Linked DNA regions of Mus musculus: regions 1, 2, 3, 4, 6 and 7 are each linked to region 5. The links are chromatin contacts, called in public HiChIP or PLAC-seq and promoter capture Hi-C maps. All regions are on one chromosome and are shown on one strand. The core of a region is the stretch at or near the end of the contact, and the rest is flanking DNA. Distances in the headings are between cores, read along the strand shown.

Region 1 (3,945 bases), core at 1,231-3,730, 430 kb after region 5:
TTAAGAGCACTGACTGCTCTTCCAGAGGTCCTGAGTTCAATTCCCAGCAACCACATGGTGGCTCACAACCATCTGTAATGGGATCCGATGGCCTCTTCTGGTGTGTCTGAAGACAGCTGCAGTGTACTCACATAAATACAATAAATAATTCTTTTAAAGAAAAAAAAAAAAAAAAGAGTTGGTCTTGAGGTATCCTGCCTGTGGAGTCCAACAAGATGCACAGGTAGATCCCCAGCAACCACATGGTGGCTCACAACCGCCCATAATGAGATCTGGCGCCCTCTTCTGGTGTGTCTGAAGACAGCTACAGTGTACTTACATATAACAATAAATAAATCTTAAAAAAAAAAAAAAGATGCACAGGTAGACAGGTACCAAAGGATGGACAGAGCAAGGCTGTCTATGCTCAGGAAGCCTTACAGGGGGTGCCGGTCCCTTCACACATGTATACACACACACTTACTCCAACAGCCCCTTCACCACATCCACACAGCGGGACAGTGTCAGGGAGGTGGCCGAGGCAGACCTGGGGCAGAATGAAGAGACACACTGAGAGCCTGGCTCACGGTTGTTCCAAGGGCAATCACTGATCCCTGTATTTTGCTAGGGACCTTTGGAAAAGCTCATGCTCACTCGCTCAAGGCAGGAACTAGAACTTGACTCCTTGCAGATTAGGAGAGGATGACACAGACTCACCCAGAAGGGTGGAGGGAGGGAGAACCTTGGCAATGAACACCTCCCCGAATCTCACCAAGACGGTACCAAGAGTTTCATTCCCTAAGTGCTCACCAAGAAAAGCTCCTGGGAACGCCAGGCATGGTGGCACACACCTTTAATCCCAGCACTTGGGAGGCAGAGGCAGGTGGATTTCTGAGTTCGAGGCCAGCCTGGTCTACAGAGGGGAGGGGAGGGGAGGGGAGGGGAGGGGAGGGGAGATCCCGGGAGATCTCCTGTGGAGAGGGCTAAGGAAGAGACAGAGAGCAGGGCAACCCCCAGCTTGCTGAGCAGCCCCCCAAACACCCAAGAAAGTGTTTATGCTGGGATATCTAGATTCATTAGGATTGCCAGGAATTTGGGGAACCAGCATTTCATGATGCTCCTGTTTTATTCACTGTCCCAGGGACATGGGTGCCTGGAGGGAAGTCTTCTGGAAAAGAGCCTTCAGGCTCACAAAAAGGAAAGGAGGGGCAGCCCAAGGACAGGCCAATCAAGATGTAGTGGAAGCCACAAAAGCTGGCACGTGCCTGTAATTCCAGCTATTGGGAGGTAAAAGGAAGACCAGGGGCTCAAGGTCACCCTTGACTACACACTGAGTTTGAGGCCAGCAGAGAGGCAGCCAAAGAGTCAAGCTCCCATCTGGTCTCAAGTGTGAACACACTTTGACACAGGCTCATACTCAGGTATGTTCCCTAAGTGTGCACACATGCTTATGCCCCTGTGTGGACATACACATACACTCCCGTGCTCACACACGCAAACCTAGGACACCTGAGTGTCCCAGGGGCTTGTTAACTTTCCTACCAGTGATACCCTTTTATAAGACTCATAGCTCACCCTCAAGGGCACTGGTTCTTGGAAGTAGAGAATAGGGTAACACTGCCTCATGGCACTGGAGGTCAGACCTGTACTGGCATGTACACAGGCCTTTCCAAAATCTGATCCTGGAAGATGTGGACAGCCTCCTGGGTGGGGAGCCAGCTCAGGTGGGAATAACTGAATGCTCACCTGAAAGGCCTCTTCCATTTTTCACAAGTCTCACTCTCTGAGAACTCAGGCAGAGCGGCAGGAGCTAGAGCCACAGTCTCTTCTTTCGTCCCATCTTCTAGAGTGTTTGGGATCCTGGGAGAGAGAAGCAGCTCAAGAAGACCAAAGGGGAAGCCCGTCCCTCCCTGCCGCAGCACTAAAGAACAGGTGATAAACGCTAGCTGCTAAGTATTGGCTTTTGTGACCACACATTATCTCTACACGTGTCTAGTGACCTGACCTGTGCACACAGGCACCTGGTGTACCTGTAGCCAGCCGGAGTAGGGTATGAGTAGACTGTGGGTCATGCACACATCCTAGGGAAGCTCCCCAATACTAGAGTCATCCCTGTCCCCTCCCCATTCTTACTCGCTGATGCTCACAGTCCGCTTAGCCGCTTTCTTCAGCTCCTGGGACACCAGAGCCTGGTTGGCCCTGGCAGAGAGAAAAGCATCCTAAAGGCTGAAGGAGGTGCTTCGCAGATGGGGCACCACAGCCTATGCCGATCCTTCTGATCAGTGAGAGACCCTTACCTCCCCCACACTCGCCCTCCTCCCTACACCTTTTAACCACGCGAGTCCAGATTGCCTCCCCAGGGGCGTGGCCCAGAGTTTTCACCTCTCTCTACGCTCATTACGTAGATTGCGCTCAGCGGCGGCGCGCGCCTTACGCTGCACAAGCTGCTCCAGCAAGTCGCGTGCCTCTTCCTGGAGCCTGCGCAGTGCCGCCTCCTGGTGCACAGCTTGCTGGAGCAGCGTCTCATAGGCTTCTCTCTGTGCTGCGTTCTCCGCTTGCCGTTCCTCCAGCTGCCGGGACTGCTGAGCCCGCGCCTCCTGTAGCTGCACCACGCAGGCCTGCAGGGCTTCCAACCTGCAGAGTAAACATCAGCTGGTGTCTTTGTGGGTCCTCTAACGCTGAACCACACACAGGTCTAGGGATTGCTTGGGGACCAGAGGAAAGCTCTAGGGGGTCCTTCCCATTCCCTTGCAGGGGTAGAGACCAAGTCCGATCCTCATCTCACCTGTCCTGCCGCTCCTCCAGCTGTGACTGCAGGGTGTCTAGGGCTGCGCTCTTCTTCACCACCTGGTAGGCCATCTGGGGAGGACAGGTGGTGGTGGCATGGGCACTTTTGCAGGGTGAACCTAGCCAGCCACCACCTCGTTGCCCGGTTCCTGACAAGGAAGTCCAGGCTGAGATAAGTTTGGATCTTGCATAAAGATGCCCTGCCTTCGTGGGATAATTCTCAGACCGAGGGCTCTAGAGTCAGTACTAGCGATGTCCTTTATTTTCTCGGTGCACCTGCAGTAGATATTTAACCTGCAGCAGGAGGAATCTGTTCCATTTTGATACCTGTAAAATGGCAGGGAAGCGCTTTCCTAATCACAAGGTAAGCCAGAACCTACTATTAGGAGTCTACAATAATGGCAGACTATTAGCTGGCACTTGTCATGCTTTGCCCCAAGCACTCTACACACACTGACCCGGCCTCCACAGCACTAAAGGAAGCACTTCCATTTTCATTTTCATTTTACACACGAGGTAGCCGGAAAAAAAGTTACACGGCTAAGTGGCAGACCTGATTACTTGAACCCAGGCCACCTAATTACATTAAGCTCCATGTAAAGTAATGGTGTACTCAGGGGCTGCAAGGGATGTGAGTTCTAGTTCCCATCTCCCAACATCTGGCTTCCTAGCCCATCCCCTACCACTGGCCTATGCAGGCGGCCCTCAGAAGAGAAACACACAAGACTTAGAACAAGACCACGGGAGAGCAGGAGCCAGACTCAGTCCTAGAGCCCTGGGTTGAGGAGATCTCAGCATCCCTTCAGCTGACAGCTAAGAACTGAGAAGGCTACAGGGATGCAGCCTCATCCATGGGCACAGCCTTGCCCTGGTGAGGAACAAATCCCAGGGCAAAGCTGTGCCCTCCAGTGTGGAGACCAGGACAAACACCTGTGGCTCAGAAACTGCTGGCAGCCAGCCTGGGGGCGGGCTGCTGAGGGGGCTACTCTTCCTACTAACTTGTTCCCAATTCTTTCTCCTCAGGGCCTGAGGAGCAAGCCAGGGCTGCTCACCTACCTTGACACAACTCCTCATGTAAGAGGCCTGGAGAGGGGGAACCTGTGCAGCCAGGTGTAGCCCTGGCTATCCTGAAACTCACTTTGTAGATCAGGTTGGCTTTTGAATTCACAGACATCTGCC
Region 2 (3,987 bases), core at 474-2,973, 430 kb before region 5:
CCAGCACCTCAGGGTAGTTTTTAATCAGGTTACTCCCTACATTAAAACTTTTGAGTTTCCCATTTTTAGTAGCAGTGGTATCCCAGTTTTAACTGAGCATTTTAATTTAAAAGTTAGCATAGTTTCAAGTTGGGGTGTGCTTTTTTATGTATAAATTATCTTCAGGTACATCTATATTAATATGCTAAATACATTATGAAAAGTGTCCTACAGATAAGCTTTAGTATATATAATAACAAGTTTTAATATTTTCTTCCAGCTTTTTACCCCCTGAACGTCCATGTAAATGTGCAGTCAGATCTAGGTTGCTAAGAAAGCACATTACGGCACTGCCAAAAGCCTCGATAGAGAGCTGTTGCTAAGCATGCTCAGGATGGTGTGGGACTAGCAGAGATAATTCCTGGGCACGCAAGCAGATTTCTAATGTGTCGGGGTAACTTCTTCTCATCTCCTTTTGTCCCCTACAGGGCGTTGGCTGAGCAGGAACCCGCTTTACAGTTTAGCGCCACCGTTGGAGTCAATGCTTCTGTCACCGCCCATCTCTCATTTCTGCCCAAGGGGGAGCAGCGCCAAACCCGCCCTGTGGCCTGCTCCTTCTGCCCTGAGTTCTCCCACCACATTGAGTTCCCGTGTAACCTGGTGACTCAGCACTGTAGTGGAGAAGCCTGCTTCCTGGCAGAGCTGTTGGAGTTTGCAGAAATTATTTTTGCTATCTATCATGAAAATACCAAATCAGGTAAGCAGCAAATGCCTTCAGAACGACATAAGGCTCTCTTTCGGATGGCATATTCCTTCCTAGGCAATACTTGAAAACTTGAGAAGTAGGAGTTATAATCTTTACAACTTCCAAAGGCCAGAGCAAAAGTAAGACGTGACATGTTCATGAAAGAGTGTTCAGATGTTAGTGCATGAGTGTGAGTGAGAGTGGTTCTGTGCTCAGGAGGTTTGTGCACTTTCCCGTGTGCCTGCAAAAGGAAGGTGTGATTAACAGCCTGAAAGACCTTCAGACTCTGACTAGCATGGGAACAGGAGAATCCCTAATGCATTGTCTCAGCCCTGATATATGTGTAGAGCTGAAATGTTCTAGGAGTCTACTGTAAACAGAGAGGCCTCAGTGCCCACCAGTAACTCCTCATTTTTGCTTCACTCAACAGTCAGTGATATAACCAGTATCCAGTCGTGCAAGGATTATCTGCTTGGAATAGTAAAGGTTCCAACGAAAGATCTGCTGGTCAAAAGATCTGGTAAGGATGTTGTCATGATGAGGTAATCCTGTCTAGCTCCCATTGCAAAATACACAAGGAATTCTGTCCCCTAACACATGCTATGAACTCACCCAGGTACCTCACAGTTCTCTCAGGCATGGTAAAAACTGTCCCAATGTCAGAGGTCATACTCACCCTACTTTAGGAAAACTGGTGCCATGTTGAGAAGACAGTAGCAGTACTTCTGCATATATGGCATGATGTAACATCGTTCCTTGGGCTTTGTTTGACCTTACAGTAAACTTCCAGCAGGATAAAGAAGCACTGTTTCCATTTGGCAGACCAGATGATCTCAAAGAAGCTAATTGGCCAGAACCACATTGCTATTGCGTTTGCGTTTTCACAATTTGCAGTGTAGTCATCATTTACCCATTCCTTTGCCTCTCTGTTCTCCACTACAGTAGAATAAAGATAACTGCGTAGAGGCCTGAACAAACAGGCCCGGCCTGGCACTGGGCCCAGGATACAGCTTCTTGCTCCATTCCCTTTCCTTTGCACTCACAATACCAGGGCAGTGTTTCAGATTCTATAGCACTTCCCTTCAAAGCACTTCCTCAGCCATTGTTTCATTTAGCAATCGACCAACTTGAGTAAATAAGATCACTATGGGAGATTAATGACTTATCCAGAACAAACCACTAGTTTGGAGTCTAAACCAAGGAAAGAACTCAAATCTTCCAATTTCTAGCCTTGTCCTTCCTGTCTAATCTCACTGGGTCTCAGTGGTCAGAGGAACGCAGGCTCCCAACCCAGCGTGGGTATGTTTTCTTTCTTTCTTTCTTCCTTTCTTTCTTTCTTTCTTTCTTTCTTTCTTTTTCTTTGTTGTTTTTGTTGTTGTTGTTTGTTTGTTTGGGTTTTTTGTTTTTTGTTTTTTTTGAGGCAGGGTTTCTCTGTGTAGCCCTGGCTGTCCTGGAACTCACTCTATAGTCCAGGCTGGCCTCGAACTCAGAAATCTGCCTGCCTCTGCCTCCCAAGTACTGGGATTAACGGCGTGAGCCACCACTTCCCGGCATGGGTGTTTTCTATTCAGCACTGGGCCAGGGTAGTGGGGAATCAGATGTAAAGAGGCGGTGTGTTTTCTCTTTGGAGACAGTGATTGAAGCTCTTTCCTTTTCCCCATAAGGGATCACAGGATGGTATCCTGTCATTTTACCAGAAGACAAAGGCCTGCCTCAGGACCTGGACTTGATGCAGAAGATTGTAGGAGGCTTGGAGCTTTCTGTTTCCTTCGCACATCCGGGAGATAGAGAGAGGGTACTGGAAGCTGCTGAGCTGCTGGGCTGGAGCTTTGAGAGCATCCCAAAGGATCTTGTCAAGAAAGAAGAAGAGGTGCCAGCCACTGTCACCATCTCTACCCCAAGGCTCTGGCTTCCTATCCACTGTGTGCTGCTTGCTGGTCATATGAACATTCATAAGAATACATATTGCTACCTTCGCTACAAGCTGTACAATCAAGAAGCCTTTTGGACTCCTCTCAGGAAACCTAAGGAGTCTACAAACAAAAACCAGGTCCTGATTACTTTCAAGGCATCCAAAAGAGCAGAAGTCACTAGGAGCCAGTCCCTGCTTTGGTACTTCAGGGAAGAGAAGTTAGAGATCCAAGTGTGGCGAGCCTATGGCAACGACAATTTAGAGAGGCCACACCAGACTGACAGCTGGATTGGCTCAGCCTATGTAGACCTGTCCAGACTTGGGGAAAAATCTCCAAGGACACTGACTATCAGTGGTGAGTGAAGCTAACTCAGGGTTAGCTCTGTTTGAGCACCTTCTCTGTACATAAATGCATCGGATTTGTACATGTAATGTGGTTCCTAAGGTGTTGTAGCACTTAGTTAATGTGTGCACAGTGAGCTTGGGTGAATCTCCTTGACTCACTCTGACAGGTGTGTCAGAGCCTGTGTGATCACTGAGGGTGCGTTGGGAAGAACGCCTTCCACGGATAGTCTTTTCCCTGGTGCTTCTCAGGACATTCATCTTTCCTGGTGAGCACCTCTTAGAGCTGGTAAAATAACAGGGCACACCATCCTGGGATCCCTGTGGGGAAAGGGAAGAATCAGTCTTCAGAGAGAAAACATAGCCTCTCTACATCTCAGCTTCCCCCCTACCCTGGCCCAGTGCTGAAATAAAGAAACTACACGCTACTAAACTGGTTCAGAGGCAGAAAGGAAAAGTGAGGTTTTACAGGCAGAGCGCACTGCTTACTCCTGTTACACTCATTTGGTGTTTAAGGCATGCACTTGGCCCTGGGAATCAGATAAGAGAAAGAATTCATTCCTAGCCTGACTGTGTCTATATTCTAATCTAATGGAATACAGCTGTGAACAGTCAATGTGAAGCATAAGAACTAAAACAGAGGATGTTCTCGGTGGGGCACTGGACTGTGCCATTCATTCATCATGGCACTTGAGGTTGACTAAAGGACAATCTCATCTGAAGTGATAGTTTCAAAGGATTTAGGGGGAAACAAGGGAAAGGAGAAAAGAAAAGTTTTTTGCTTTTGTTTGAGTCAGGGTCTCTCTGTGTAGCCCTGGCTGTCCTGGAACTCACTTTGTAGACTAAGGCTGACCTCATCCACCCGACTCTGCCTCCAGAGTGCTGGGATTAAAGGCGTGCGCCACCACACCCAGACAGGAAGAACAAGTGTGCGAACACAGAGGCATGAAGTAGTTAGGTGTATTGCAGATGCTGTAAACCACATGATCTGGTCAGGGTGCACAGGTTT
Region 3 (3,987 bases), core at 73-2,572, 370 kb before region 5:
TAGTGAAGGTTTATTTTATCTAGTCTTGTTTAAAGTAAGCCAGCTGGCTAATAAAGCCACACTGGGTGTTCAGGATCCTTTCCTGGGTACGTTTTTAAGCACAAAACCCATGTTTTAGGGTGACATACTTCAGCTAACAAAACAAGTTAGCCAGTAGTGGAACCACAGAAGCCAAAAGGTAAGATCAGTACATTTAGAGATTTTTCCAGAACGATGGACATTGATGGTTCTGTCTGTGTGCTGAGTTTTACAGTTGAATGGTACTTCCATCATGGAGTCAGATGTGCTAAGGTCTGGGGTCCTATTAAGGTCTGGGGCCTCTCACACTTTCTTGTTCTGGAAAATAATGGTTAATGATGACCTGGAAAGATTATCGTTAGGTGCCTGCGCCGCCTACCTGATGCATAGTAATTGCTTTCCACAAACGTTCACCCAGCCCCCTCCTCCCACTGCACTTTCCACAGCAGCCCAAACCTACTTGAGCTTCTATTATAGTATATTCGGACCCCTGGTCCCCGGCTTCCTGCTCTTGGGCGCCTAATTCCTAGGCAAGCAAAAAGGGTTCCACGCCCTGATCTAATCTCTTAAAACTCCGGGGCTAAGGAGGATAAAAACAAAAGAAGAAACCGACGGAGAGTACCAAAGCTTGAACACAAATTGAGGCAAATTGAGACCTGCTTCCTACCCCCACAATGCACGTTAGTCCCCGACACAGGGCCCAAGTATTGCTTTCACGTCCCCCACTCCTACGTGGCCATTATCTCGCTGAGGTCCCGTCCACCTGCTGAGTTTGTCCTCGCTGGGCTGGAGTGCAACAGGCGAGGCTCTGCCCTGCCCTCTTCCTTGCGGGGCGCCAGCCTGGCTGCACTCGGTGCAGAGGGGAGGGGAGGCCAGGTGTTCTCGCCCCACTCCAGCCGTTAGGTGCCAGTGTCCCCCGGGACCTGACTGGGAGCGGCAGAAGGCGGGAACGCCAGCCTTGCCCCGTCACCACACCCGGGTTTGTTCCGGTCCCCGAAGCCCGCGCTCCGCCCGGTCCCCAGGTGCCTTGCAGGGAGGGGGAGGGGAGACTTGAAGGGGTAAGGGGTCGCGATCCAGAGCAGCTGGCCAGTCAGTCTGCCTGTCCTCACAAAGAGATTGTCTGCCCCGGGAATAGAAGGGGAAGATCTGAGACTGGAGCCTCTGGGGGGACCTAGGGGTTTCAGGCAACCACAGATGGAAACGCCTCCTCACCCGGGGGCGTGGGCCGCCCTGGCTCCGCCTCGTCACGCCACGCCCCGACCACGCCCTCTAGACTTAAGTTCTGTAGGCGCGGGTTCGCAGCTACTGTCAGTTCCGCCCTCGGTGTCGTCGGGTCGCCAGCTTCCTGGGCAGCCACCACTCTCCCGCCGTCGGACACAGCCTTCTGCACTCCTGTGTTCTCCTGCGGTCCGGTGAGCGTGCCCCATCCCTTCGCTGGCCGCACCTGCTCTCTCCCACTCCATCTGTCTTTTCTCTTTCTTTTCCCTTCCCTGGAGTCCTAATTTGCCCTCTCTAGGTTTCTTTCCTCCTAAATACGCCCTTTGTTATTTGCCTCTGACGTCCAGTTGGTCGAAGGTTAAAACCTTCATCTCTTTACTTCTTCCCCTCAGCCTCGATGTTCCCAGCCTGACCCGGGCGGGGTGGGGGAAGGGGCTTTCACGTCAGCGAAGATCAGAATGACTGTCACCAGGAGGCTCTGGGCCATGTGCCCTAAAGCCTGTTCTTGTATCAAGGGTTGTTTGTGCCTGGAGGAGCCTTGGAGTTTGTTTGGCCTTTGTTACACTATCTTATGTGGCTGCCTGCCGGAGGTGGAAGTAGGGACACAGGGAGACTGGACCTGCCTTATCCTGATTCAACACAAATAGATATAATGCTCCACTCAACAGTTTTGTGACTGTATCCCCCAGGCACAGCACAGCTGCCTGTCTACATAACTGTCTGAGAAACAAATTTGGAAGTGAGCCAACGTGTGGGAGTAAAGACTCCTGAGTTCTTCCCCTAGACCCTGGCTGCTCTGAGTGAGAACTGAGCCTTGCATGGGTCCCTCCCAGCAAGGCTGTCTGAAAGGACTTGTGTGACAGATGACCCTTCCTTGCAGGGCGGTGGTCCTGCAAAGACAATCTTCCTTTCTAAACTTGGCTTCCTTCCTCTCCCCCACAGGACACAATAGTATGAACTTTAAGTGTTTCGTCTCCCAGCCATTTTCTATGGAAAATCGAGGGGATCGGGCCATGGTAGCCACCGGCAGCTTTGAAGAACGAGACACCTTTAGAGAAGCTTGACCTTGGAGGCCTCAGCCTGAGACCTCAAAGCAGCCTCCAGGTAAGGAGTCCCGGCTAAGGAAGCCTTCTCTCAGGCCTGGGGCCTAGGGCTGCTCAGCAAGACAATAAAAATTCCCCTCCTCCCACCCTGATGAGAGCCTCTTCACAGCTCAGCAATCCCCTTCTTCATCCCTGATCACCTTCTGGCCCGTAAAGATGGCGGACCCCAGTGTATAAGGGGAGAACCTGAGTGGGGTGGGGACTGGTTCCAGGTGGCCTTGGCAGTCAACAGCAGAGCTGGGGCAGAAGCTTATGGTGTGTGTGTGTGTGTGTGTGTGTGTGTGTGTGTGTGTGTTATGGTGTGTGTGTATGTGGTGTGTATGTGTGCTCACGTGTGTGCTCACGTGTGCATGTGTGTGCATGCACGTTTATGTAAAGGCACACGGGTGCTGTGGCACGCACATGAAGGTCAGAAGACAACTCAGGCCTCCTACCATCTGTGTCCCAATGGCAAGCACCCTTACCCACTGAGCCATCTTGCTGGTCTGAGCTTCCATTCTTTTTTTTTTTTTTCTTTTGTCCTAGCTTTTGATGTCCCTGTGAATGAGATTAGAAATTGGGTGTTGTTTTTTTATTGCCTCCAGTGGTTGTCCGGTCCTATAAAGTGGATTCTGTTTTTGTTGGTTCATTTTGGGTCGGGATCTCAGGACCTCTCTTCGGCTGCCCTGGAGCTTTAGATGCAGACCGTGCCTGACAGGATTATCTTTCTAGGCCTGCGTTTTAGTCATAGAAACCTTTAGTACAGGTGATCTTTGCCTCTGGTCCCAACCCTCGAGGACCCGACCTTTGGCAAACCCTACGCTGCATTCACAATGGCAGCTGAGCCACATGTTTTTGATCTGGCAGCAACTGGCAGCTGAGCCACATGTTTTTGATCTGGCAGCAACTGAGACCTCGTCTTTCTGGACTTCACAACATTCTACCACTTAGCTCATGATTAGACAGGCCTGCATCAGACTCATGCACTAATACCTACAGAGGAGGTCTGCCCAGAGCGTCTCAGAACTGTTTAATTGGTCAGAAAGGGCTTCCATTGTGAAGGGCCTTATCTGAGCCCGAGACTGAGAAAAACCGGGAGACATGAGGCACCGCGGGGCTGGGCAGACAGTGAGCCTGTGGACATGGTTCTGAGCTCTCCCGTTTAACGGGGACCCAGGGAGGGCAGGTGCCTTCCAGGCTGCTGTCAGGATTTCTCAGTGGAGTCGGAGTGGGGAGCACTACCTGGGAGAAGACTCCCCCGTGAGGAGTCAGGGAGCACCTTCACCTAGACATTGACTCCTATTCTCCCTGAGCTCCAGGGGCCCAGACTCCTGACTGAAGTCAGGCTTTTCCTAGAGGCGCCCTTGAGCCTGTTGTCATGGTGAGTCCCTCTGATGTCCCTGTTTGTCCCAGCCTGGGTGAGCTGTTTTGTTTCCATGGCTGTCTGTGTTCACAGGTGACTACCGCCACATCCTCCCTCCACCCGCTAGGGCTTTCCTCCTCTGCCCCAGCAACACAGGCAGCCAATCAAGATGGGCTCAGAGCGATTGCTCCAATGAAAGCGGAGAAGTGAAACTAGGGAAGAAGAAGAAGCAGTTCACCCTCCCCACCCCCACCCCACCCCACCCCCGCTGGGTGCTGGGCTCACTTCCTCCTAGGCCTTAGAGGA
Region 4 (4,204 bases), core at 1,194-3,693, 460 kb after region 5:
CCACAGGATTTGGGACTGCTTTCATGTTCAGGAGGCTGTCAGGAGCCTCAGAGCCAGGGACATCTAAATTCATGGGATGGGGATCCAACATGGGCAAATTAATGTGCAGGATGAAGTGACATCCTTCTACTTGTCCTCCGGCAGGTCACCTGCTATTTTGGACCCTCAAGACCCAAAATATTTGCTCTTAAGCTTGGCTCCTGTCATCTGTTCCTCACTAGCTGGCTGTTTTCCCCTCAGACTGGCACCTCAGGGCCGGGGAGGTCCTGTCAGTTTGTCTTCACAGCCACTTTCTGCTCTCACCCCAGCCTTATCTCCCCACCACTCAGGACTGGAGGTGGGCATGAGAGGCTTAGCATTCTGATGCTGCCTGCAACCTGCCAAGATTGGGGCTATCAGGGCTCAAAAAGCCATCAGGCTACGGTTGCTAGCTATCTCTACCTCATGGCCAGTCCCTGAAGATCCATCTCACAGAGCAATCTTTGGCTTTGCTGAGGTCCCCTCGGGCCTCCTGCCAGCCTGGGAGTATTGGTATCACAAACACCCCGAGGCTTGGGGAAGGTGGACTTGGGCAGAGGAGGTTCAAAGAGTTCGTGTCTGGGGCCTCCCAAGCCCAAATCCAGCCCCCAATGCCACCTACTCATTCCCAGACACTTCTAAAGAGTGTGGGTTCAGAGGGTGTGCGTGCAATTAGCTGACACTTCCTACCACACTGATGGAAGGCCTGGGTATCTGAGGTCATTGCACAGGACTGATGGGGACCTGCAGTTTTGTTTTGTTTTAGAAGACTTACTTTGTAGAACACCTTTCAGGGCCACTTTGTAGAACACCCATCATGGCTACCTGTTTGCCCCTGACTTATTTTTTATTTTTTTATTTACCAATGATTAAACCTAGGGCTCTACCACAAAGTTACAGCCTCCCTAACTATCCTGGAACTCACTCTGTAGACCAGGCTGGCCTCAAACTCAGAAATCCACCTGCCTCTGCCTCCCATGTGCTGGGATTAAAGGTGTGTGCCACCACTGCCCGGCAGCCTTTAAAAACATTTTGGGGTGGGGGGGCAAAGTCTTACTTTGTTGCCTGTGCTGGTTTTGAACGGAATATGCAGCCCAGGGAAAGCCTTAAACTTTGGGTCTTCCTCCCCAGTCTCCTGAGTAGCTGGGATTATAGGTCTGTGCTACCACATCCAGTTTCCTGCTTATTTTAAAAGTGGGCATGATTTACAAAGATCTCAGAGCCCTGAGCACTTCAGGGAAAAAAAAAAAAAAGCACATCTATTTGTGAACCTACAGTGCTGAGTCTGCGGTTTTCTTTTAACACCTGTAAGAAAAGAAATCTACATGGTGGAGATAAGAGGTGACTTCTGAGGGACCAGGGGGAGAATGCAGAGGGCACAGAAGGAGCCTGGGTGGCAGAGGCTTGGTACTCTGGCACTGGTGGGAATAGCCATTAGCAGACTCTGGTACTACTAGGTCAGTGGTAGTCACTTATTGCTCCTAATATCCAGAGGAGCACACCAAAGGCTTTCCCTGCTCGTCTCTGGCCCAGACAGTGACAAGACTGCCATGCTCATACTGGCCTGGCCCTAGCTTTCACTGGGTAGATGGGACAGGGCTCCCAGAATGGAAGAGTAGGCAGAAGAGTTAGTGGACAGAATTTACATCAGGCTACAGAGTAGAGCTCTGGTCCACTCTATTCTACAGAGGGGTGGAGGGGGCCTGTGCTCCAGTGTTCTGCAGCCCTGTGCTTTTGAGAACTGGTCTTCGCCTAGGGGAGGTGTGGGTAAATGGCTGAGAGCTAAAGAGGGGTGGGTTTGGAAGCTGCCAAATAGGGATGTAAGAGGTTGCTGGCTCAGGACCTCTCTCTGGCCAGAGTGAGGCTGAAGTGGAAATTTTGCCAAATTCTGGCCAGCCTTTGAACCTTGAGCCTTTAAAGTCGGATCAACTTCCGGCTGGGTTTGCACACCCTACTGGAAAATTGAGTTGGGTGTGTGGAGGAGGCTTGTTATGCTCTTGGTTCTTGGGGCTTGCAGGCTGTCGCCATTTCTAATTTAGTTACTGAGGGGCTGTCATCCCTATTCCTGCTAGTTAGTCTTTCAATTGTCATGAGGGTGTGTGCCCACCCTTGAATCTCTGAAGTGTTGTGTGTGTGAATAAGCTGTTGCAGAAGCGTGTACCTGCAAGGGTGGGAGCGAAGAGTAGAGAAGAGGCTCTCAGTTAACTTCCAGAATCTCTCTTGGCACCTCAACCTTACTCTGAGAGCCCAGGCTACTTTGTTACTTCGCTATGTGGTTCCTGCTCACAGGTCCCCGGTCCTCTGATAGTCTACATCTCTCCCCGGACTTTGCCCCTTCCCCGGGGCTTACGGGGGCGGGCGCTAGGACCCGGCGGGGCGGGGCGGGGCGGGGCTCGGTGCTCCCGCAGTTCTTACCTCCGCAGCCTGGAAAATACCGAGCGAGGCGAGCGGAGCCCGGGAGCCCCGAGCCTAGCGGGAGGGAGGAGGGCGGAGGGGGCGCGCGGGGCGGGGGGCGCGGAGCGGGGCGGGGCCGGCGGCGGGACCCACTGCTCCTCCCCCCAGGGTCCCCGCGCGGCCCCCGGTCGCCCGGGCAGCGGAGGCAGCGGCGGCGGCGGAAGAGCTCGCACACCGGCCCCGGCGGGCCCCGGCAGAGAAGCCCGCACAGGTGAGACTCCGCCACCACACCCGCCCCCACCACGGCCCCGCGCGGCTTGCTGCTGAGTTAGTTGTGCGAGTCCGGCCAGCACCGCGCGAGGACTCCGTGCCAGACCCGCACTTGCGATCCCCCAGAGTCCCGCCCGGCTCTCGCGGGCTCCTGCACCCGCTACGCAGCAATCCTACTGCCGCTCCAGGGAAGTATGAGGTCGCTCCTTGTGGGAGGGTGGCCCAAGTGACTGTCCTGTGCCGGTGCACAACCGCCTGGGGCCAGTACCTGCCCTTTTCAAGCTGTCCGCTGGTCCGGGACCCCGGCTAGCCCCACCCGCGCCCCCAGCGCACTGACTCTGGTCCCCAAACCGGTCTTGCAGGTCCCAGGAAGGTGGCGTCAGCATCTGCAGCCGCGTCGACGTTGTCTGAGCCTCCGCGGAGGACCCAGGAGAGTCGGACTAGGACCAGGGCCCCGGGCCTCCCCACGCTCCCTATGGAAAAGCCAGCTGCCTCAACAGAACCCCAAGGGTCTCGGCCCGCCTTGGGCCGTGAAAGTGTCCAGGTGCCCGATGACCAGGACTTCCGCAGTTTCCGGTCAGAGTGTGAGGCCGAGGTGGGCTGGAACCTGACCTACAGCAAGGCCGGCGTGTCTGTGTGGGTGCAGGCTGTGGAGATGGATCGAACTCTGCACAAGATCAAGGTAGGATTGCCCTGTGGTACCTGCAGCCTCCACTCCTCCCGAACTGTCTCTCACAGGAATCTCCTCGCCCATACTCAGACCAGGGACCCATAGAGGGGTGCATGTGAGCTCAGAGTCTCCTAATATAAACCAGAGGACACACATGGGCCATATGACCCGGGTTCTAACCTAGGCATGCCTGTGTGTTTGGGAGATGGGTGATGGCCAGGTACACTTAGGGGAATAGTGTCTCTCAAAGGTCTGTCTTTCAGAGTAGCTTCTGCTTGGACCCTTAGTTTGACCCACTAGGTAGGTGAACGGCCCACTTCCTCCTTCACCCGGGGTTCTCTAGCCCGCGATGGGTCTTCTGCTCTACTTTCTGCACTCTTGGGTGCAGAGGATGAGATTCCTTCCTTCTCAATTCCTCTAGTCCTCTCTGTCCCTGCCCAGTGGCTCTATCAGGCTCTGAGCCTGCAGCAGGCCTTTAGGACTGTGGCTGGCAGCTCCTGACTGCTGTCTTGCCCTGAGCCACCCTGGGGGTGCACTAGAGGAGGCAGGGTCTTAGTGTCAAGGGAAACCAGCTCAGAAGGCAGATACGTACTCATCAGCCCCTCACTGCCATCCCCCTCCTCCCTGCCCCATGATTCTCTTCTCTCTGTCATGGCAGGGTAGCTTGGGGTTTGATGGAGGCAGAGATTCTGGTCTAGGGGGTCTCAGTAGCTGTTTGTTACACGTGTGGTTTGGTTGTGAGTGCCACATTGCAGGGTGTGAACTTCCCCTTAGAGAGCTCTTGGAAGGCCATTCCCTTGCACCCTCCTGCTGCTCTGGATCTGTCACGGATGCATTCCTATTCTTAGGGTC
Region 5 (3,769 bases), core at 339-2,838:
TTTCCAGAGACCAAGCAAGAACTCCAAGACCAGATCAGAACAGACCATTCATTGCCGGAGAACAAATATTCCCTCTCTTTCCAACCAGGGGGCTGAAAAAGGAGACCTGGGTAGAGAAGTGTCTTTGGATTGAGGTTTCAGTATCTAAAGGGCCAGTGGCTTTTGAGTGGGAGCCTGACATCTTCTTGACCAACTGTGAGCAAGACTGTTTCCAACTGTTCACCAACACATGGGAACCTTGGACCACTCCATTGTGTCACAAGCAGACGCCTGCCCCCACCCCCACTGCAGTCTTTCTGTCTGGAGGGGAGAGGAGAATGGAGAAGACTGACCCAAAAACAATAGAGGATCCCAAAGTGATGATTCACAGGCTATTCACACCTCTCTGCAGACTGGGAGACTGAGGCTTAGCAGGGGTAGATCTGATCACAAAACAGAATACACAGTGCCTTGCTAGATGTTGGGGACTTCAGTGTGTGTGTGTGTGTGTGTGTGTGTGTGTGTGTGTGTGTGTGAGCGTGGAGTGGAGTGGAGACTGAGACCACCTCAGGTCTTCTCTGTGCCAGAGGGGCTAGCCCACCCAATTCTGGCTTCCTCTGCTAGGTCATGTCTGCGTGCAAACTCACTAAACTGAACTCTAAGGGTGTCTTGGAGAGAGATCTTTATTCCCTAGACTCCTGATCTTCCTTGGCCCCTCAAACACTGGAAGGTGTCAGGTTCCTCCTTGTCTTACTCTATCCTAGGCAGGCAGGCAGGCAGACAGTCTCTCTCTCTCTCTCTCTCTCTCTCTCTCTCTCTCTCTCTCTCTCTCTCTCTCCTCCCTCCCCCCCCACCCCGTCCCACATGCACCCTATGACCCCGTGATTCAGGGCTTGCTTAAGTTATTTAGGGTTCCTCTGTTCTACCTTATACTCACAACTAGCCCGGGTCACACTACAGGCCGGCCACACACAGTGACCCCAGTGACCTGGGGTCTCTCACATACACAATCACACACACTCTGCCTGCCTCACACACAGAGCCCCTCTGTGTCGCCCGCTAGGCTCGGCGTCACCGCCCAGTGTCCCAGCCACACGTTCGCCCGGGCCAGGCCGCCTCATGCGCCGTGTCACCCACAGTCACTGGCTGACACCGTTCAGAACACCCCCCCCCTTCCCGGCCGCCCCGCGCTGCAGCCGCACCGAGGCGCCGCCGTCCCGTCCCGCAGCCGGCCTTTGGTGTCAGTCCAAGTTTCCCGGGCTCCCCCGACCCCTTGCACGCCAAGTTCCGCTGCTTCCTCTCGCGCACCTTCTGACAGACTGCGCCGCGCGCGGTGCCGGGAGGACGCGCAGCCCGGGGGCTCCGGGACGCGTAGACAGCACCAGGATGGGACGGGACTGGGCAGGAGAGCGGGGCTGACGCATCCGCCGCTCAGGAGAACTTCCTCGGAGCAGCGGAGCGGGGCTGAGGGCCGTGCGCACCCTCCTTACCTGGCCCGCAGCACCAGCTTCGCTCAGCGTCCGACGCGGCGCCGGGGCCCCGCTAGGCGAGCGCTCGGGGCCGGCCGCGCAGCCTGCGCGCCTTTTGAATGAATCGCCGGCCTGGCCGGGAAGCTGCGCGGCCCCTCCCCTCGCGTCACGGCTTCTGGCCCCGCCCCCGACGTCAGAGCTCCGACTTGCGGCCCCTAACCCCGAGCCCCTCTGCGGGCCAAGGGCTCACGATTCTCCCGCCAGGCCACGCTGCTCCGCATCGCCACCTCTTGAGCCTCCTAGGAACTGCAGGGGCTACGACTAGGATGTTCTTCAGATGCATCCCTTGGGGCGCATCAGGGAGGCGCGGCCGTGTGTGTGTGTGTGTGTGTGTGTGTGTGTGTGTGTGTGTGTGTGTGTGTGTGTGTGTGTGTGTGTGTGTGTGTGTGTGTGTGTGTGTGTGTGTGTGTGTGTGTGTGTGTGTGTATGTGTGGTGTGTGTGTGTGTGTGTGTGCGCATGCATCCCTTGGGGCGCATCAGGGAGGCGCGGCCGTGTGTGTGTGTGTGTGTGTGTGTGTGTGTGTGTGTGTGTGTGTGTATGTGTGGTGTGTGTGTGTGTGTGTGTGCGCGCGCGTGCGGGCGTGTGTGTGTGTGTGTGTGTGTGTGTGGTGTGTGTGTGTGTGTGCGCGCGCGCGTGCGGGCGTGTGTGTGTGTGTGTGTGTGTGTGTGTGTGTGCTCCGAACCAAGAAATCTGGGCTTGTGTGATGCAGCGAAAAGGTGCTTGAGACATGAATGCTACTCAGATCCTGTCACCATTGCCTGTGTAACTAGGGCCACAGCTGCCACTGCCTGGGAATAGTCTTTGGAATTGGTTGTGGGTAAGAGCACCCTCAGTGTCTTGGATGAGACCCAAGCTGGTTTCTAGAATCCCCCACCTAGCTAATAAGAGAGACTATAAGGAATGCTCACCTGGTGAATTCCTTTGGAACCTGGCCTAAATACCCCTTCCTTCAGGGTAGCTGGTTCCTCCCCCAAGTAGGTATGACAATGACAATCCTCTCCCCTAACACCAGCGGTCCCACTCTTCTATCACCAATGCCAGCCATCGCAGTGTCCAGTGGAGGACAGGAGAAGTAACGGACTGGGAGGCCAGGATTTGGGAGGCAGAGGCAGGAAGCTCCTGAGTTCCAAGCCAGCCTGGGCTACATATGGAGACATTGTTTCACAAGCAAGCAAACACAAAAAGAGTGACCAACACTATGAGACATCGTTGTAGAAGCCAGGCAGTAAGTAACCATTGCACTCTTGCAATGGTTATAAACTGGGCCCGTGTGTGGTATGGTGCGGTGGTAGTAGCAGTAGTGGTGCGGTGGCACTAGCAGTAGCACATCTCAGCTCCCACAGCCTTCTCTTCCGTTACCTTCCCACTCCCCCAGCATCATTCAAAGAATCTAAGGTGGCCAGGAGAGCAGGATGAGATGAAACTCGGACAGCACAGAGGAGCCCAGTGCGGGAGACAGAGGCCTGGCTGGAATCAGGATAATCACAGCTCACGGAAGAGGTTGAGGAAGTAAATATGTCTGTTGGGAATGGGTGGGCTGGTAAACAAATTAAGTCATAGAATTTGAGCCACAGAAAGGAAAGGAAAGGAAAGGAAAGGAAAGGAAAGGAAAGGAAAGGAAAGGAAAGGAAAGGAAAGGAAAGGAAAGGTCAGGTCCCCAGAGCCTGGGAAATTCCAGGAGGAGAACTGGACACCTGAGAGACGAGAGGGAGGGGAGAGTTTCCATTAACCTGGCTGAGCCCAGGTTTTGGGGACAGGGCAGAAAAAGTTCCACGTTACTGGTGTCAAAATCATGAGCGCAGCAGGCCTAGTGACTTGTGCTTCTAACCCCAGAGCACTGGAGGCAGAGACAACCAGATCTCCCTGAGTTCTGTGCCAGCCTGGTCTACATAGTGAACTGCAAGCCAGCCAAGGATACAAAGTGACATCCTGTCCTGGAAAAACAAAAAACAAAAACAAACCAATACATTCAATGTCAACTGTGCTCCCCCAAATCTGGGGATGGGCCCAGAGCCCCACATCACAGTCCATGGTGGAAACCCACTGGGGAGCAGTGACGTGCTCAGACTTGCCTGAATGTTCTCTGCTTCCGAGTTTTTGTTTTTCTCTTTTTGAGACACAGTCCCCTTATTGAGCCATCGCCATGTATGTAGACTGAGTTGGCCTCAGACTCACAGAGACCCGCCTGCCTCTGCCTCCTGCCTGCTGTGGTGAAAGGTAAGCTTCACTGTGACCGTTTTCCTCAGTTTTATTTTGTTTT
Region 6 (3,991 bases), core at 1,202-3,701, 480 kb after region 5:
TCTCCCTGCCCCCACAGGCTCCTTACCCAAGTGGGTGGTGAATAAGTCATCTCAGTTCCTGGCCCCCAAGGTAAGTGGCTGTGTGCTCTGGGACATGGGGGAGGGGGTAGCACTGAGGAGTAGGGCAGGGGCAGAGTCAACACTGGGTGATGGCTGATGAACCAGGTCTACCCATGGCCGTAGTTGGGACACTGGGGACTACTGTACACCGCAGGAGGGCTCTGGAGGGGTGTGGCCCTCCAGGCACCCCTAACAATGTTCGAATGGTCTACAGGCCATGAAGAAGATGTACAAGGCCTGCATCAAGTACCCCGAGTGGAAGCAGAAACACCAGCCTCATTTCAAGCCATGGCTGCACCCGGAGCAGAGCCCATTGCCCAGCCTGGCGCTGTCAGAGTTGTCGGTGCAACATGCAGACTCACTGGAGAACATCGATGAGAGTGCAGTGACAGAGAGCCGCGAGGAGCGGGCAGGCGGTGCGGGAGGAGAGGGCAGCGACGATGACACCTCGCTCACCTGAGTGACCGGCTCTCTGCAAGGACCAAGACCAGACTGGGGTGGAACCCTGGGGCACTGAGCCTTCTGCACTTCCTCCCTTCCCCCACCTGCCTTCTGGGGGGGCACTGGGCTCCTGCCCAGGTGGCTGCGGCATGGCTGGACATGGCCCCAATAAATGAACCACACAGCCCCAGCCAGCTCTTTGTGCCTGCTTCTCATCTGCTCAGCCCCACGCTGCTCTGTTCTACAGTTATTTTCCTTAATACTCTTATTGTTCACAGGACTGCTGTCCCTATAGGCGTCTTGTAACGTAGGGTGGAGCTTGTTGCCCCCTCCTTTCCTGTGGTTCCTTTCTTTTCGTTCATTTGCACATTCATTTTTCTGGTCACAAAGGTGGTTTGCTCATTTTTTCAGGGCTCTTAAGAGGAGCTGGTCTAACCTGAGGTCAGGCTTCTACTGTGTGATGGACTTCTGGTCCAAGCTAGCTTTAAACAGTTGATCTGGCATACTCTGACTGGCTCCTGTCATCACAGAAAGAAGGGGAGGGACTCACAGGTCAAAGACTAGGGCTGAAGGCCTCAGAACTGAGTTGAGGCAGTGTGAACTGGAGGAGAGAGAGAGGTGGGTACTGGAGGAGGGAGGGGGGTATGGACTGGAAGAGGGAGAGGTGTGGGTACTGGAGGAGGGGGAGGTGTGGGTACTGGAGGAGGGAGGGGGTGGGTACTGGAGGAGGGGGAGGGGTGTGTACTGGAGGAGGGAGAGGTGTGGGTACTGGAGGAGGGGGAGGGGTGGGTACTGGAGGAGGGGGAGGGGTGGGTACTGGTGAAGACACTTCCACTGCACTTAGTGTTAAAGACCTTAGGCTGGTCACAGGAATCGTGAGGTCCCCTGACCAAGTGTCAACCCTCACTTATGCCTAGCTGCTCTGAGATCTAGAGGGAAGCCTGGGCTGCCTCTGCTGTCCAAGGGATGCCGAGTCCCAGAGTTAGTCTTAGGCCCTGCTTTTCTCTGGTATTTTTGGCACCACAAGAACTTGGGGTCTGGAAAGAACTCAAGATCTGACCCTATTCACCTCTCCTGGAAAGCCCTGCCAGTGGAAAACCTTACTGGGCTAACAGTCAAGTGTTTCCCAGAGAACAGTTTCTGTGGAGAGGCCTGGACAGGACCCTGTCACCTGGAACATCCAGCCCTAGGTCTGCCCATAATGGCTTTGAGAACACCCTGAGAATGTCAGACTCTCATTTCCTAACCTATAACCTAGGGTGATAATTTTTACCCTTATGCAAGTGTGAGTTTTTTTTTTTTTTTAATTAATCAGAACAAATTGTTCACCACTGGACCAGGCATGTAATAGGCTCTGATTAAAGGGCATCTTCCTCCTTTCAGGGCAAAAGCCCCTTGACCCACCCTGCTGATGACTGTTCTTCCAAATATGCCCACTGTTCCTATGGAAAAATGGAAGCCCAGCTAAATTAAGGCCCCTGGTTTGGCTGGTCCCAGAGGCTAGCCTCAGGATCCAGAAATACCTGCCAAGTCTAGGGATTTCATCTCTCTGGGGAGGAGGTGAGAAGCTGCCAGACTCTGGTGGGCCTTTCCCAGCGCCTTCTGCAGGGAGATGCAGTCCTGGGGACAGAAGCAGAGTACTAAGAATGGTGCACAGGACTCCCAGGGAAGGTGGTTGTCCCGCCTCCAATGGTTGTGTGTGTGTCCTCTCCCAGAGGATAGACTCACCAGAACAGGGGTGTCGAGGCATGGAGACTCAAGGATCCGTGGAGTCTCAGCAGGGACAGGATAGACTAGACATGAGCCTCAAAGCCTTAGCAAGCTAAGGATAAAGGAGAGACACAAACCCGGCGGTCCGGTCTGCCTAGGGTATTGAAGATCCGGACTAGGCTGGGGGCGGGACCGGCCGGCTCCCTGCCCGTTCCCCGCCCTCACGTCCCCCGGTGTCACGTGGGGCGGGCGGAAGCGCCGAGCGAGGTGGGCGCGCCCGGACCGCTGCCGCGAGTTGGCTGCGGCCGCGTGTGACAGACGGTACCGGGACCCCGAGTCCCACCTCGTGGAGTTCTCTTCGCTCAAAACAGGTCAGTGAGGTTGCTGGGACCTCCCAATCGCCAGTTGTGGCTTGCACTGCCCCCATTCCTCAGAAGGGAATGGTGAGCCCCCCACCCCCACCCGCTCAATTTTCCCGGGGTCATCTGGTGCGCGCTCTTGCCTGGGGATGAAGTGAAGTGGGGTCGCCTCTGGAGGTGAAGTCATCTAGCCAGACTCGTAGGGACAGAGAAAGTGAGCTGGTGGACACCAGCTTTCAGCCGTCAGCTCTTCTGCTTTAGGGCTTGCAGGCTCCGGAGCCAGTAGCGTCAGGCAGCTTGGCTTTCCCACTTGAGAAATGAAGACTTCTACCTAGTCTACCCCGGACATTCTTACAGCCTCGCAAAGCTTTAGGACTTTAGCCGTGGACCTGAGGCTTTGGTACAGCCTCGCAAAGCTTTAGGACTTTAGCCCTGGACCTGAGGTGTTGGTAACCTTGGGCAAGCTACTTCCGTCCTCCGCACCTCAATTCCCCACCAGTTAATGGGGGCATGGTTTCTCTAGAGCTTACCTGGCCCAGTTGCCAGGAAAGAAGGGGTGTGTTCGTTGAATGGGGTCAGGCTGGGAATGGGTGGATGGGCTTAGAGCAGGTTTGCAGTGCAGCGGGGGATGGGGGCTTTTGGGGAGGAGGCGGGTAGGTGTTTGGACACAGATCTCCGTGGGTAGATTTGGGTGCTGGGTGATTAGGAGCCAGGTTGTCTGACTTATGTTTCTCTAAATTCAGTGTCTTAGGGAAAGCTTCCCTAATGCCTAGACTGGGGGTTCGGGATTCAGGGTTAGACTTGGGGATGCTCAGGTAAGGATTTGACTACTGTTGGGTCCAGGGGACCCTGATAACCTGTACTTGGAAAGTTGTGACTGTCCTGCTAAGGGAAGCCTAGGCTCCTAGCAGCGTCATTATAGGGTAGAAGAAATTCAGCAGAACCCAGAGACAGGCGTGGACAGGTGCAGACCTGGGGAGGAGAGGATGCCTGGATGAGCCTTGGTAGTTAAGTGGCTGTTTGCTAAGACTGGCTGCAAGGTGAGGGCAGAGCTTGTGCCGCACAGCAGGGATACTGATAACCTTCCGGAGGAGAGGCAAGGGATGTGGGTGTGGCTGTAAGGGGTGGCAAGGGAGGATGTGCAGAGAACCCATCCTTGGGATTTATACCTGGCTAAAGTTTATTTAGACCCCGGCCTGGGGACCCTGCTCCCCAGTGACCGTTTGCTCACTGGAATAGGGTACAAGTGAGATGTCCCAGGCAGGCTACTGCTGGCTGTGAGGAGGTGATGGCCCCGACGCCCCAGGTTTCATTTGGACGTTCAGGCCTCCTTATTTGGTCCCCACCATGCAGAGGAGAGTCAGTTTCTGGGCAAAGGTGTTCCCCACCAAGTTTCCTCCTCATCCAAGTCCCCGTGTTCT
Region 7 (3,802 bases), core at 318-2,817, 490 kb before region 5:
CAATTTTTTTCTATTATAGATCATAACCTCTTGGATTCAGATTTTACCAATCATTTTAATAGCAGGACTCTCTCTCATCTCCTATACTCAGTCTTCACAGAACTGCATACATCTTTTCTTGCCTTTTGGTCAGTCTGTGGAAATTCTTGAAATATATCTACCAGCTTCTCTCTCCAATCCCAAATCCAACATAGGTCTCTTTTCTCTTTACCATCAGTAGTCCTCCAAATAGCCCAATGACTATCCAGTTCTCTCTGCCTTCCAGCAGCTCTTACTAGGATGTTCAACTATCACGATTTCTCCAGCAGGCAAGCATCCTATAACTATAAATGACACAGCCTGTCAGGGATCTAAATTTCTAAAGTTTCTTTCATTAGCTCAGCTTTTATATTGGGAGTGTAGCTCAGTGATGTGGCATTTATCTAGTTCTGGGTTCCAGCCTCAACACCACAAAAATTAATAAATGTTTCTAACCCACACACATAAGCACACACACACACTCAAGCCCTACTCCCTTTCCAGCAAACCATTTACTCCCATTTTATTGTTAAGTGGTTACTCCCAGTGCTTCACTAAGTCTAATTCTTAGACCAATAGATAGTTTCCCTCAGGTCCCATTTGCTTGGCAAAACAAAACAATTGACAAAATCTTCTTTGGTTTTCAGATTTTACCTCTCCAGTGCTTCCATTTAACAAATCCTACTCGAAATTATTTCTCAGTCTCTGGGATATCAGTGGTCACTGTTCCAAACTCAGCTGTCTTCCTCATCACACCCCCCCTATTTCCCTAGCCTCTGGGCTCACTCCCTTGATAACAGTCCCCTAGCCATGTTCTCTGTCTTTCCTTAGGCCTATTCTCCAAGTTTTCTGATTCACCCCCTCATTCTCTGAACTTGACTCTTACACTTCTGGAAACTTTCTCTAGAACCTTCTACTCCCTAGTCTTTGCCTCAGATGTTTTCTATAACCCTCAGGTAAAAACCTTCTTACTCCTGGCTCACTTACTTGATTCCCCAAACCCGTCAACTTTTCTCTCAGTCATTCCCTATTCCCCTCAACGATGCCAGATTTCTCCTCATCTCACTGATTCACTCTTTCTCCCAGACTCATCACTTCTAGAGTTGATTCCCGTCATCCCTTAGATTATCCTTTCATTTTCTCAACCTTGTCCTTATTCCCCTTCTCCAACAATGTTATCAGTCCTCCAGTGGACTACTCCCTTAGCGCCTCACCTAGTCCCCAAATCTACCTTCTACTCTATCTAAACACCTCCAGGCCAAGGCCAGCATTTCCTCCAATTCACAGCGTCCCTTCCCGTGGCACTCTGAATGCCCAGACACCAATCTCCAATGGCCTGGGCCTGGTCTCCTGGGAGAGTGGTACAAGTCACGTACCCCATCCGCATCTTGGCTCCGCTCTGACTGCCCCCGCTGCCGGGTAGAGGAGGGCGAGAAGGTAGGCGGCCGAGGTGCATGCTTTTTTCAAGGGCCGACATCAAAGGGAGGCCGCACGTCGACAACAGTGGCCCAAGGTCCGTCCCACGATACGTGCAGTACAACCGGTCACAGCTCTCTCCTCTAACGACGCCCAGTCGCCTTTGGACAGCAACCAGCCACCGGCAGCGCCGCCTACCGCCCACTGGCTCAGTAAGCCCCGCCCCCTCGCCGCAGCGCTTCCACCGGAAGTGCGCAACAGCCTTCGCACAAAGGAAACTGGGTAACGGAGTCTGCGGATCTCTCAGACTCCTATCAGAGAACTCGACAACCCTAGCAGGAAGAGACCTCTTGAAGGCAATGCATGCTGGACAATGAAGTCCTCAAATAGTGTATCAATTTGCGCTTGCGCAGATGCAGGTGCCCTGGTCCAACTTGGCCAAGGTAGGGAAGCAAAGCATCATGGGTGTTGTAGTCCATTTGCAGGGGCTCTAATTGGCGCCTTCTTTTGGCACCGCTTTCCGGGAACTGTTGGTGAAAGAGTGTTTCTTCCTGCGTCCCAGGCTTCCCAGCGGCGCCCGTTGCCGGGGAACGCAGGCGCCGTGGGAAGGGATGGCGGGAGCGTACAGCTTAGGAGCTGGCACCTGCGTTGAATTTGTGACGAAGGGCCCAGGCTCGGGATGAAACAACGGAAAGGCCAAGGGCCTGGGGGCGGCCGTGGGCGCAAAAAGAGAGGTAACTTTATTTCTTTAAGGTTGAGAAAAGCATAAAAGGGCTAAAGAATTCTAAGGAGACTTCCACCCGCTCCGGTTAAACAAAACAAAACAAAACAAAAGAGGACGGAAGAGAGACTAACTAGGGAACCAGAAAGTTAAGAGAATTTTTTTTTTTTTTAAAGAATGGAAAGGAAGTAGCGCCTGAGGGTCGATAAATGAGGCAAGTGAGGATTAATAGATACGGATAGGAGAACAACAAAATTAAACGTGCTCTTTTTACGACAGGGATACACGTATGTGTGTTAGAGGTATTCGGAGTAGGGGGAAGGGACATAACTCTGTCCGGAAAAACCTTAGATGGTGAAAGGGTGTGTGATAGAGGACATCGTGAAACCTGTAACCCAAGCTTACTCAAAAAGCAAATAAAACCACTTATATATATATATACCCTTCTACTTCTCTGATTTTTTCCTTGGGAAGCGATTGCGCTTCATAAGAATATACTGAGATCTCATCAGGAATCAATACAAGGAGTTTTTTCAACTAAAACAGTTTGTGTCCTGTAGCATGAAGAAAAAGATCTACCATAAAGCGCAGGGATAATTCGTTGAAATGGAAACATATGTGCATATATGGACTGCTCCTCACTTAGAATGACTTGAATCCAACTTAAATCCTCTTAGTTATCCAGCTCCTATAAGGGGGCCCTATGAACCCCAGGCTGGCCTTGAACTTGATCCGCCTGCAGAAAAACTCTTGGTTTTTTTTGTTTTGTTTGTTTGTTTGTTTGTTTTGTTTTTAAGTCTTCTCTAAATCTTTCAGAAAAGGTACTGACTGAAAGGAAAGCCAGAGTTGTAACTGATCGCTTCATTTACATATTATTCATCACCTTTCTGAACTCTAGTAAGATTTGACGTTAACATTTTGAACCCAGAACCAAAGGTAGCAGCAAACCTAAAAATGTTAGTCTCTGTCCTTGACTGTATGGTCTTGACAGCAAAGACAATTTAAGAGTGAGATAAAGAGCCTGCTGTGGTGGGCTAGCCTTTAAGCCCAGTACTTGGGAGGCAGAGGCAGGCAGATCTTTGTGAGTTCAAGGCCAGCCTGGTCTACAAATCAAATCTAGGCCAGCCAGAGCGGGTTACACTGAGGATCCCTGTCTCAAAACAAACAAACAGAACAAAAAAAGAGTGAGGTTAAGAATAATGTATCTTCTCCATTATTTTATTTATTCATTTTACATCCCAGTTGCTGCCCCCTCTACCGACCTCACAGAGTCCCTCTCCCACGATAACGTATCTTAACTGTGGTCAACTATGGATTTACAACAGTATTAAACAAAACTTCCAACTACGGAGATTTTAAAATCTGTCCACTGGTTTTATTGTCTTTATGCTTTTCAAATAATATCTTTCAATTAAAGAAAAGTTTGGATTAACATAAGTGACCAGGTAGGTTATTTTATGGCCTGTTTTTCTAGTTACTTCTCAGTTCTGTTAGGAAAAGCCTTCTCTGTCGACACTGAGTTTTATTTTTCATTCAAAGAATATATAGGGTATATAGACCTTATCCCAGCTCTCAGGAGGAAGAGGCAGGTGGATCTCTGCGAGTTTGAGGCCAGGCAGTTTTAAGTAAGTGAATTCCAGACAAGCC

Evidence for each region. Promoter capture Hi-C pulls out the DNA fragments that hold promoters and counts their contacts. HiChIP or PLAC-seq counts read pairs in DNA pulled down with a chosen protein or histone mark.
Region 1: a promoter capture Hi-C map of hippocampal neurons shows a contact between it and region 5, with 3 times the contacts expected there. The contact joins the enhancer-like site here to the promoter of Relt in region 5. A contact is called at or near these places in 10 of 39 promoter capture datasets (the 3T3-L1 cell line, embryonic stem cells, hippocampal neurons and 4 more), 3 of 484 Hi-C or Micro-C datasets (B cells, the N1E-115 cell line and nephron progenitors), 14 of 115 datasets of contacts at active chromatin or transcription factors (acute myeloid leukemia, bone marrow-derived dendritic cells, bone marrow-derived macrophages and 10 more) and 4 of 9 other capture datasets (adipose tissue, embryonic stem cells, liver and 1 more).
Region 2: a FOXA1 HiChIP or PLAC-seq map of pancreatic cancer cells shows a contact between it and region 5. The contact joins the enhancer-like site here to the promoter of Relt in region 5. A contact is called at or near these places in 10 of 39 promoter capture datasets (the 3T3-L1 cell line, 3T3-L1-derived adipocytes, HPC-7-derived erythroid cells and 6 more), 3 of 484 Hi-C or Micro-C datasets (cortical neurons, myocytes and palatal mesenchyme), 5 of 115 datasets of contacts at active chromatin or transcription factors (bone marrow-derived macrophages, embryonic basal ganglia, memory CD8 T cells and 2 more) and 1 of 9 other capture datasets (liver).
Region 3: a promoter capture Hi-C map of pre-B cells shows a contact between it and region 5, with 4 times the contacts expected there. The contact joins the promoter of Ucp2 here to the promoter of Relt in region 5. A contact is called at or near these places in 9 of 39 promoter capture datasets (the C10 cell line, the HPC-7 cell line, the SN4741 cell line and 5 more), 3 of 484 Hi-C or Micro-C datasets (CD8 T cells and natural killer cells), 27 of 115 datasets of contacts at active chromatin or transcription factors (the 230-238 cell line, the HPC-7 cell line, T-cell acute lymphoblastic leukemia and 22 more) and 3 of 9 other capture datasets (adipose tissue, liver and pancreatic islet).
Region 4: a contact with region 5 is called in a promoter capture Hi-C map of stem cell-derived epiblast-like cells, with 3 times the contacts expected there. The contact joins the promoter of Stard10 here to the promoter of Relt in region 5. A contact is called at or near these places in 8 of 39 promoter capture datasets (the C10 cell line, epiblast stem cells, erythroid cells and 4 more), 2 of 484 Hi-C or Micro-C datasets (B cells and embryonic stem cells), 10 of 115 datasets of contacts at active chromatin or transcription factors (astrocytes, bone marrow-derived macrophages, effector CD8 T cells and 6 more) and 1 of 9 other capture datasets (adipose tissue).
Region 6: a contact with region 5 is called in a promoter capture Hi-C map of embryonic stem cells, with 3 times the contacts expected there. The contact joins the promoter of Arap1 here to the promoter of Relt in region 5. A contact is called at or near these places in 5 of 39 promoter capture datasets (the C10 cell line, the HPC-7 cell line and embryonic stem cells), 1 of 484 Hi-C or Micro-C datasets (granulocyte-monocyte progenitors), 5 of 115 datasets of contacts at active chromatin or transcription factors (acute myeloid leukemia, bone marrow-derived dendritic cells, large pre-B cells and 2 more) and 1 of 9 other capture datasets (liver).
Region 7: a promoter capture Hi-C map of pre-B cells shows a contact between it and region 5, with 3 times the contacts expected there. The contact joins the promoter of Ppme1 here to the promoter of Relt in region 5. A contact is called at or near these places in 6 of 39 promoter capture datasets (the 3T3-L1 cell line, the C10 cell line, hematopoietic stem and progenitor cells and 2 more), 1 of 484 Hi-C or Micro-C datasets (CD4 T cells), 2 of 115 datasets of contacts at active chromatin or transcription factors (fetal liver and memory CD8 T cells) and 1 of 9 other capture datasets (adipose tissue).

What each region holds. Positions count from the first base shown.
Region 1 is chr7:101,294,396-101,298,340 of GRCm38.p6, forward strand. Atg16l2 (autophagy related 16-like 2 (S. cerevisiae)) reads right to left here. Exons shown (of 18, transcript NM_001111111.1): 4 at 2,765-2,838; 5 at 2,362-2,613; 6 at 2,113-2,178; 7 at 1,726-1,839; 8 at 464-526. Among named protein-coding and RNA genes, the nearest start is that of Atg16l2, 5.7 kb to the right of the region's middle. Within about 2 kb of position 2,481, at least 69 of the 459 cell types and tissues checked have an H3K27ac peak or open chromatin away from gene starts, as enhancers often do. A contact at or near this core is called in forebrain, hippocampal neurons and pancreatic islet, where this site is marked.
Region 2 is chr7:100,429,583-100,433,569 of GRCm38.p6, forward strand. It overlaps C2cd3 (C2 calcium-dependent domain containing 3), which reads left to right. Exons shown (of 33, transcript NM_001017985.3): 21 at 468-736; 22 at 1,155-1,244; 23 at 2,389-2,991. Among named protein-coding and RNA genes, the nearest start is that of Gm10603, 38 kb to the right of the region's middle. Within about 2 kb of position 1,724, at least 77 of the 459 cell types and tissues checked have an H3K27ac peak or open chromatin away from gene starts, as enhancers often do. A contact at or near this core is called in bone marrow-derived macrophages, hematopoietic stem and progenitor cells, neural stem cells and 2 more, where this site is marked.
Region 3 is chr7:100,492,036-100,496,022 of GRCm38.p6, forward strand. It overlaps Ucp2 (uncoupling protein 2 (mitochondrial, proton carrier)), which reads left to right and starts at 1,323. Exons shown (of 8, transcript NM_011671.5): 1 at 1,323-1,430; 2 at 2,179-2,340.
Region 4 is chr7:101,318,670-101,322,873 of GRCm38.p6, forward strand. It overlaps Stard10 (START domain containing 10), which reads left to right and starts at 2,444. Exons shown (of 7, transcript NM_019990.5): 1 at 2,444-2,683; 2 at 3,045-3,364. The coding sequence starts at 3,158.
Region 5 is chr7:100,861,825-100,865,593 of GRCm38.p6, forward strand. It overlaps Relt (RELT tumor necrosis factor receptor), which reads right to left and starts at 1,589. Exons shown (of 11, transcript NM_177073.6): 1 at 1,470-1,589.
Region 6 is chr7:101,345,618-101,349,608 of GRCm38.p6, forward strand. It overlaps Arap1 (ArfGAP with RhoGAP domain, ankyrin repeat and PH domain 1), which reads left to right and starts at 2,452. Exons shown (of 34, transcript NM_001040111.1): 1 at 2,452-2,582. Gm35219 (a long non-coding RNA gene) reads right to left here. Exons shown (of 5, transcript XR_003946844.1): 3 at 2,230-3,991; 4 at 2,025-2,121; 5 at 1,304-1,943. It overlaps Stard10 (START domain containing 10), which reads left to right. Exons shown (of 7, transcript NM_019990.5): 6 at 18-70; 7 at 275-1,009. The coding sequence ends at 520.
Region 7 is chr7:100,370,329-100,374,130 of GRCm38.p6, forward strand. Ppme1 (protein phosphatase methylesterase 1) reads right to left here and starts at 1,568. Exons shown (of 14, transcript NM_028292.2): 1 at 1,395-1,568. The coding sequence starts at 1,495. C2cd3 (C2 calcium-dependent domain containing 3) reads left to right here and starts at 1,905. Exons shown (of 33, transcript NM_001017985.3): 1 at 1,905-2,168. The coding sequence starts at 2,114.